Regions from separate parts of the Mus musculus genome. Here region 2 is linked to region 1. The links are chromatin contacts, called in public HiChIP or PLAC-seq maps. All regions are on one chromosome and are shown on one strand. Each heading gives the region's core, a stretch centred on a gene start, on an enhancer-like site or on the middle of the called end of the contact. The rest is flanking DNA. Distances are from core to core; before and after follow the strand shown.

The links. HiChIP or PLAC-seq counts read pairs in DNA pulled down with a chosen protein or histone mark.
Region 2: an H3K4me3 HiChIP or PLAC-seq map of embryonic stem cells shows a contact between it and region 1, with 40 read pairs. The contact joins the promoter of Tsen54 here to the enhancer-like site in region 1. A contact is called at or near these places in 6 of 39 promoter capture datasets (the HPC-7 cell line, embryonic stem cells, hematopoietic stem and progenitor cells and 2 more), 1 of 15 datasets of contacts at CTCF or cohesin (CD8 T cells), 3 of 484 Hi-C or Micro-C datasets (bone marrow-derived macrophages, embryonic stem cells and group 2 innate lymphoid cells), 19 of 115 datasets of contacts at active chromatin or transcription factors (T-cell acute lymphoblastic leukemia, bone marrow-derived macrophages, craniofacial prominence and 10 more) and 5 of 9 other capture datasets (adipose tissue, embryonic stem cells, liver and 2 more).

What each region holds. Positions count from the first base shown.
Region 1 is chr11:115,586,264-115,590,573 of GRCm38.p6, reverse strand. It overlaps Gga3 (golgi associated, gamma adaptin ear containing, ARF binding protein 3), which reads left to right. Exons shown (of 17, transcript NM_173048.3): 8 at 41-178; 9 at 1,438-1,519; 10 at 1,602-1,718; 11 at 2,029-2,262; 12 at 2,571-2,638; 13 at 2,858-3,168; 14 at 3,373-3,578; 15 at 4,089-4,258. Among named protein-coding and RNA genes, the nearest start is that of Gga3, 15 kb to the left of the region's middle. Within about 2 kb of position 2,078, at least 5 of the 459 cell types and tissues checked have an H3K27ac peak or open chromatin away from gene starts, as enhancers often do. A contact at or near this core is called in embryonic stem cells, where this site is marked.
Region 2 is chr11:115,811,869-115,816,047 of GRCm38.p6, reverse strand. Tsen54 (tRNA splicing endonuclease subunit 54) reads right to left here and starts at 1,309. Exons shown (of 11, transcript NM_029557.1): 1 at 1,229-1,309; 2 at 969-1,133; 3 at 810-873; 4 at 638-721; 5 at 252-350. The coding sequence starts at 1,284. It overlaps Caskin2 (CASK-interacting protein 2), which reads left to right and starts at 2,456. Exons shown (of 20, transcript NM_080643.2): 1 at 2,456-2,534; 2 at 3,666-4,161. The coding sequence starts at 4,068.

The DNA of each region.
Region 1 (4,310 bases), core at 829-3,328:
AGTGACCTTGCTTTTTACTGCACCCTCTTGGCTGAGGCAGGATGAGGCTCGCATCCAGAAAGTGACCAAGCGTCTACACACACTGGAGGAGGTTAACAACAATGTCAAGCTGCTCCACGAGATGCTGCTTCACTACAGCCAAGAGTACTCGTCAGACGCCGACAAGGAGCTCATGAAGGTAAGCTGCTGTGAGCTGAGCTCGCTGCTGAGACCGCTCCGCCCCAGTGGGGTCCTGTCTGGGCGAGGACATGCCTGCTTTTTGTGGGCTTGTTCACTACAGCCGGTGAGTGAAGGGCAGTGTCTGTTTTATACAGCGGACACTCCTGGTGCAGTACTGTCTGTGACTCAGATACAGTACCCTGATAATGTGCTCCATGCTCACGCCTTTAAGCTTTGGGGACACCTGCCCCTGGTGTTGACATTGTAGCTTAGGCTGTGGCTTCTGAGACACACATCTTTTTCCCCCTTTTATTTATTTTTCTGTCATACATTACATACCTACTACAATTTCTCCTCCTCCAGTCTCTCCCCCTTTACTCCCTCCCACCTTTTTCCAGACCTGCCCTCCTCTTAGAAAAGAACAGTCCTCCCTCCTGGGCACATGAATGGAATATGCTATAACAAGCTATAGTAAGACCAGGCACACATTCTCACATCAAGGCTAGACCAGGAGGCAAAGCATTCCAAAGGCACCAGATGACTCAGGGACAGCCTGTGCTCCCACTGTTAGCACCCTACAAGAACACCAAGCTATACAACCGTAACATACATGCAGTGCTCAGACACATATAGGCTCACCATCACAAGAACATGGCCCACAGAATCATCTGAGGCACATTTTACCTAACAGTTGGTACAGATGACTTGGGCAGTGTCTTTTGGTAGATATTGAAGACACAAAGATGCATGCTCCTCTCCCACCCCTGTCAGTTTCTCTGTGGTCTATTGGGGAGTCCTACCGTTTTCTGGGCATAAATGTTAAATCAGATGATGTCTTAGTCAGGGTTTCTATTCCTGCACAAACATCATGACCAAGATGCAAGTTGGGGAGGAAAGGGTTTATTCAGCTTACACTTCCATGCTGCTGTTTATCACCAAAGGAAGTCAGGACTGGAACTCAAACAGGTCAGGAAGCAGGAGCTGATGCAGAGGCCATGGAGGGATGTTCTTTACTGGCTTGCTTCACCTGGCTTGCTCAGCCTGCTTTCTTATAGAACCAAGACTACCAGCCCTGAGATGGTCCCACCCACAAGGGCCTTTCCCCCTTGATCACTAATTGAGAAAATGCCTTACAGTTGGATCTCATGGAGGCATTTCCTCAACTGAAGCTCCTTTCTCTGTGGTAACTCCAGCTGTGTCAAGTTGACACAAAACTAACCAGTACAGATGACTTCTGAGAACCTCTTTCGTTGTGGTTTTTATATCTGGGTCTCTCAGGAGCTCTTTGATCGTTGTGAGAATAAGAGGCGGACGCTGTTTAAACTAGCCAGCGAGACAGAGGACAATGACAACAGTTTGGGTGAGTGTGAAAGGATGAGTCAAAACTTTAGCTGTGTGAGAGTTGTCACAGCCCACACAGTGAGGGATCTCTTCTACTGTAGGGGACATCCTGCAGGCCAGTGACAACCTGTCCAGGGTCATCAACTCTTACAAAACTATTATTGAAGGGCAGATCGTCAATGGTGAGGTGACCACCTCAACCATGCCTGACTCTGAAGGTAAATATTCTGATTTCTATTCTGCAACCCTCCAGAGCAGCCATGTGCCCTGACCACTGAGCCCCAAATGGCAATGCTTAGGGAATTCCTGAGGGGATACCGAGCCATTTCAAGTAGCCATTCCCAGAGGCCAGGAGGTGTGCATGGAGACTTCCTTCCTTGCTTTCTCAAGCCTGGTTTTCAGTGTTCCTGGAGAAATGCCACTAGGTTGAGCCACAAGATAGAACAGCTATGCCCGGGTCCTGCCTCTTGCGGCATGGACACAGATTCTCCCTGAATGCTCTTGTTCCTCTTCTGTCGACCCATCTAGGAAACAGTCACTGTGGTAACCAAGGCGCCCTCATTGACCTTGCTGAGTTGGACGCCCCCAGCAACTCGTCTCCGGCATTGGCCCCACCCACCTCAGGCATCCCCATCCTCCCTCCACCCCCCCAAACCTCCGGGCCTCCACGAAGCCGTTCATCCAGCCAGGCTGAGGCTCCCCCAGGGTCTGACAGCACGAACAATGCCCTCTCCTTGCTGGATGAGGAGCTCCTCTGCTTAGGTACGCCCAAGCGTGGCACTGGGGAAGGAAGGCCTAAGGGTTGGTGTGCTTAGATAACTCTCTGGCGGCCGACAGGACCACTTTCCAAGGGAGTGCAAGGTAAACATGGCAGGCTCTGGCACAGCTCATCTCCTCTCGTCCTAGGAGGCCCTTCAGTCATGCATGAAGGGCAAATGCATTTTCTTCCAGTCTAGCTGCAGGGGAACTCTTGGCTTACAAGGACTGGCTCTTGCCTTGTCACCTGACCGTTATTGGGGGATTGGAGGGCGCAGGAGCTCAGCTCATTGACTTTTCTTTTGTGTTCTTAGGCCTTACTGACCCCGCCCCCACTGCTCCCAAAGAGTCACCTGGAAGTAGTCAGTGGCACCTGTTCCAGGTAGAGGCACCATAACAGCAGCATCACTCAAGTGATGCCCAAGGACCACAAGGCACCCACCCTTCCTTCTTAGGCTCTGGCTGGCTACACTTTGCTAGAACCAGAGCTTATGTATTCTCTAGAGGGTTCTGTGGGTCACAATGGGTACCTCAGAAGGCCCGGTGGGTGATGGCCTCGTCCCTTCTGGGTCTCTGCTCACTTGATATTTCTGTTGTACAGAATGAACCACCATCAGATCTGGACTTCTTCAGTCCCAGGCCAGTGCCTGCGGCCTCCTGCCCCTCAGATGGACCCCAGCTCCCTCCCCCAGTTTCTACCTCAAGTATGTCCCAAGCTCCACTGCCTGCTGCCTTCCCAGCTCCTGTGGTCCCAGCCAGTGCACCAACCCACAGCACTGGCTCCTTCATGTTCTCTTCTGGACCTGCCCCAGCCTTGGCTCCAAAGGCTGAGCCCAAAGGTCCAGAATACCCCAGCTCCAGCACCTCGCACCGCCTAGATGCCCTTGATCAGCTTCTGGAAGAGGCCAAAGTGTAAGGGATAGAAGAGGGTGGCTGAGCGTGGGGTGTCGTATATATAGGACCAAAGGGAGGCTTCATAGGATGGGGGATGTGGATCCTTTTTGGTACTGTGAGTCAGGCTGGAAGCTAGTGGCCTGAGGTAGCTAGACACTGGCTTTGGTTGAGGGGTTGCCTAGCATTCTAACCATCTTTCTGACTTGCCTTCCTTGGCCCCAGAACCTCAGGCTTGGTGAAACCTGTTTCTTGCTTCTCTCCTGGGCCCACTGCCTCCCCGCTGCTGCCTGCCTCTGCCCCAGCCAGACCTCTCCTGCCCTTCTCCACTGGGCCCGGAAGCCCTCTCTTCCAGTCCCAAGGCAGCCCTCAGAAAGGCCCAGAGCTCTCCTTGGCCAGTGTCCATGTGCCCCTGGAATCGATCAAGCCTAGTAAGTGCTGAGGACAGGCGCTCAGCCTCAGCTGTGGTGTTGGTAGGGTGTGATCAGTGGATTCTTTCCATACAAAAGTCCCTGACTGACTGTTAAGGGTCCGCTTGCCTGCAGTCTCACATCTTTTCTAAAGATTGTATTTTTATTATTTATGATTGTTTGTGTGCCTTGGTGTATGCATGTGCTTGACGTGTGCCCACAGAGGTCAGAGGGTTTCAGGCTTCCTGAAACTGGAGTTACAGGCAGTGGTGAGCCGACCGACATGGGTTCTGGGAACCTAGATCCTCTGCAAGAATGATAAGTGTTCCTAACCACTGTCCCATCATCCCTGTAGCCCTCTCAGCTCCTTACAGCAGCTGTGTGACCTTGGTCCTCTCCGGTACTCCACAGGGCAACCGTCCTCAGCTGTTCCAGCTCTCCTCCATCCCATTGGCTTTAGTAGCACTCGGGCTCTGCAGGGCCCTTGCCATGCTCCCCTACCACACTCACTCATGTAACACCTTCTTACAGGCAGTGCCCTTCCCGTGACAGCCTATGATAAAAATGGCTTCCGCATCCTTTTCCACTTTGCTAAGGAGTGTCCGCCAGGACGGCCTGATGTGCTGGTGGTGGTGGTTTCCATGCTGAATACGGCTCCGTTGCCAGTCAAGAGCATAGTGCTGCAGGCTGCAGTGCCCAAGGTAGCTTCCTTTCCCTTACCTTGAACCTACCGTGTTGACTGCCTTTCAGTAG
Region 2 (4,179 bases), core at 60-2,559, 230 kb before region 1:
AAGCAAATACCATCCTCAAAGGAGATTTCACTCTTTCAAGTCTATCTCCTCTTCTGGGCACACGTGTTGTTTAATAACTTATCAACAATACAAATCCCCCAAACCTGACAGTCTCCATTTGAATATAAGCCCGTGTGATCACAGGCTGTCTCACCTACAGCCCTGGCTTGTGGCTCTGTGTTCGAAGCCTCAAAGGCACCTGTCAGGACTCACTGACTTGGCAAATAAGAGTCACCTTGGGAGGCAGATACCTGGTACTGCAGGAAACTCAAGGTGTCCTCTGTCAGCAGCAGCTGGTATGCCTCTTGGATAGACAGTGGGAGGTCTTGGTAGAAGAGCTGAATCGAACCCTGGAAGTGGACCAAGAGCTTAGCTGTGTACCCTTCCTGCAGTGCCCAAGCCAGTCACCTTCTTGGCTCTGACCCTTTCCCCACACACTCAAGCATCACTGCATGACCAGGACAAACAATGAGAGGATTAGAACTCCCGCTGTCCAGTGGTATCCTCTTCTGTTCTCAAAGTCCACACATAACTTCACTGAAAACATAATTCTGAATTCCTCCTGGTCCACCAAACCGTATCCTTCCCATTCCATTAGTCGGGACCCCTTTCCCCACGCCTCCAGGACCCCACTTACACACTCCAGCAGATACAAAGCCTCTTCGGGGTGAAGTCGCTGCCGTCCTTCCTCTGAGTAGCCCATGGTCTGCCAGAATTTCCCCTGTGCGGCAGCAGACCAAGTGTCACAAAGCAGCTAAGCGGACAGAGGAAGGGGGTCCCCCAGCCGCGGAGATGCCCGGGCCGCTCACCGCAGGAGACGTCAACTCCACAAAGCCCTCTTCTGGTTTCCACTCCGCGGCCACCAAGCTGCCCCTGGCGAGGAGTGGGGAAGGGGCGTCTCGGTCTGCACGGGCAGTCCCCGGCCTCCGCCCACCCGGCCTGACCCGGCCCGGCCCAGCCCCTCTCACAGGCGCTCCACGCGCTCCTCCGCCAGCAGCTGCCACAGCTCTTGGCGACACAGGCGCAGCCGCTCCGCCTGGGCCTCCGAGCCGTCCGGGAGGAAGTCCTTGGGGCCATGCGACCGCTGTGGTAGCTTCTGGGACCGCGAGCGCGCGGCGCGGAGCTCCGAGGCGCTGGGGAGAGCCGGGAACACGTGATCAGCACAGAGGCCACCCCGCTCGCTCCCGGGTCCCACGCACCCCACGCCATCCCCCGGGCCGGGTAGCACCTGAGCACACGCCCCGCGGGAACCTCCACCGACCCGGGTTCGGGTTCGGGCTCCATCGGGCCGCTGTCTGCGGCTGCGCGCGCACCGCGAAGCCCCGCCCACCCCGGCATTCCGCGCGGTCCTAGCGCCTTCGACCCGCTCGCTCCTCGGGATCATAAAGCCACCCTCGAGCCTCGCGCCTTCCTACCTGCCCCGTGTGTGTCCTAACACCTGTCGGCACACGTGTACCCCGGGCCGCGGGACCCAGCTCGATGTGCAGGTTTCCAGATGTGCAAAAACTCACCTATTCCGTTTCCAGCGCTTCTGGGGGCTCCTCCCTTCTTTAGTATAACTTTACCTGGCTACTGGATGTAGCATGGATAATCAAATATGTTACTCTCATCTCTGCAGCCCTGAATGTCTTTGTGTCCTACCACCAGCAGGAAAGAGATGCGTAGAGAGAGGAGAGCAGTGAGCCCCCAGACACCAGCTTTGCAAACTGGAGGCCATATGGGAATGTTAGGAGTGGACCAAAGACTTATGGAGTTCCTTCACGGTGGGCCAAAAAAAAAAAATCTCTTCTTAGGGGCTCTGAAGCAGGGTTCAAAGGCCAGGGGTGGAGGCGCTGTCCGGCTCACACTGGTGCTGAATCGCCACCCCAGACTCCGAAAGCACCTCCTCGAGGCTGGGGTCCCCGCCGTGACATCCTGAGTCGCACTGACGCTCACCACTAGGTGGCACCGTTGCTCCAGCCAGCAGCTATAGGTCTCTGAGTGTGGACGAAGGTCGCTGCGGGCAACCCGGGAAAGGATGGGGCAAAGAGGAAGTGATCCCCACCCCTAGTGGGGGGGGGGGGTCCTCAGGTTCAACTGCCAAAACATCCTATTTTCTCTCCTATACATTCACACTTCACCTTTTGATCTAGACCAGAACCCAGTTCTCTCGGGATCCCCGGACAGGACACAGCAGCACGAAACCTCATCCACCCCGCCTCTCACCCGCCACTTTGCACCCCTAAGCAGCTTCACCTGCGCGCATGCGCTGATCCAACCAGTGGCTCGGCTCTGGACTGGCTGGCGGGGGCGGGGCCTAGTGAAGATGGGGCGGGGACCAGGGTGTTGATTGACAATCCAACTGTGCGGCCAGGACGGTCCCCGGCTCCCGATCCGGCGGGAGGGAGGGGGGAGGGGCGGGATTTCCTGCGGGAGGCGCCGAGCCGGCCTTGGAAAGGAGGAGAAAGGGGTTGCGGGGGACAGTGAGAACCAGAGTCCAGAGTGCCTGAGACTGAGCACAGCCAGCCGGACCCCCGGCGGGGCGGCCGGGAGAGGTGAGACTGCCGGGTCCCGGGCCAGGGGTCAGGACCCTTGAGAGCAGACGCAAACTAACTTTTCTTGTCTGATCGGCGGGCTCCTCCATCTCTCTGCTCCTTCCGCCTTCCTCGAGCCCCCCTTTTCGTTCTCCTCTATCTATTCCTCGGACGCTTGACTCTCCGGGTCCCTCTTGCCGCTTTGTTCCCGGGGTCGGCCTTATCTGGGCTTGGCTGCGGGGAGCTGCGCCGCGCTAGAGGGGCATTCCAAGGGGAGGGGGAGCCAGCCGACCCCAGGCACTGCCAGGAGCACTCTCTCCCAGTGCGGGTCGCGGGCTTTGAGGGGGAGTGCCCTCCGGCTTGGGCTTGGAACTTCTGAGGAATGAGTGGTTCCCCACCTGGGCCCCCAGGCCTGCACGAGTCTCTTGCCACAAGATTCTGGCAACAAAATCACCGCCACTGAGGAACTGACTTAAGGGTTTGTGCGGGAAGTCGAGTTGGGGTTTCAGGTTCAGGCTTGGGAGGTAGTTGGCCAGCCTGTCCAAGCTCTCTGTCCTGGATCTCTACCCAGCTGCTCTCTCCCACCACAGACGCAGTGAGAAAGGATTAGCAACAGGTGCTGTAGATCTCTCCGATCCAACAGGTAGATCTCCCCCAGAAAGTGAGGGACATAAGCACCCAGTCCACCCTCTAGGGACCTGGTAGTGAGGAGTGTGCTGCAGACACCTTGGACAGGGAGTGACCCCTACCATCTGCCCGTGCCACTCTCCCAGGCCCTACCTCCCGGCCCCGCCTGTTGTCTGTGGGTGTCAGAGCCTGGGGCTGTGGAGAATGGGCTGCTGGCCCTGCCTACACCAGTGTCTCCTGCTGCCAGGGCCCCTCCTGCCCAAGGTTGAGGTGCTGCCCAGTGCCATGGGGCATAGGCAACCCAGCCTTTCCCTCCTTGAATGCTGCCCCTCTCTTCTTTGCGAGATATATTTCTCTCAAGTACAGAAACTTCCTCCCCTCCGTTAGTGGCTTAGACTCACTCCAAGGCTCCTTGGGCATCTAGGGTGATTTGGGACTCCCTAGAGGTTCTATCTTGCTCATCTTCTCTGTCCCGGTTCCTGGCTGTAACCCAGCTTTTCATTGGATGACGTGTATCTTTTCCAGACCCTCAGGACTTGTCCCTGGCTGCTGCCTCACGCCAGAGGGAATGCTGACTGCTCTCTGGGTGGGCACTGGTGCTTCTGCGCTAACCCAGGAAGATTGGCGGGCCCAGTCCCAGCCCATTCCAGGGCTGTCGGAAGCTGCAAGCTGATCTCAGGCCAGATTTCCACACAGCCTCCACCCCACCAGGGACCGGCTTTCCTGCCTGTGGTGGCAGCTCCCAGAGCACCTTGAGGGAACTATATCTCTGCCTGACAAGAAGCCCATTGCCTGAGACACCAGACTTGTTCCCCCAGGACCAGGAGTCCTCCAAAGCATTGAGGCATGGCGAACTGACACTTGACTGGGCCGGTCCCTTGCTTCTTCCTGGACCTTGAAGTCCCAGAGCCTGACCCGGTAATCAGAATGGGTCGTGAACAGGACCTTATCCTTGCCGTCAAGAATGGAGACGTGACCTGCGTGCAGAAACTGGTGGCTAAAGTGAAGGCTGCAAAAACAAGTGAGTCCTTGGTGGGGT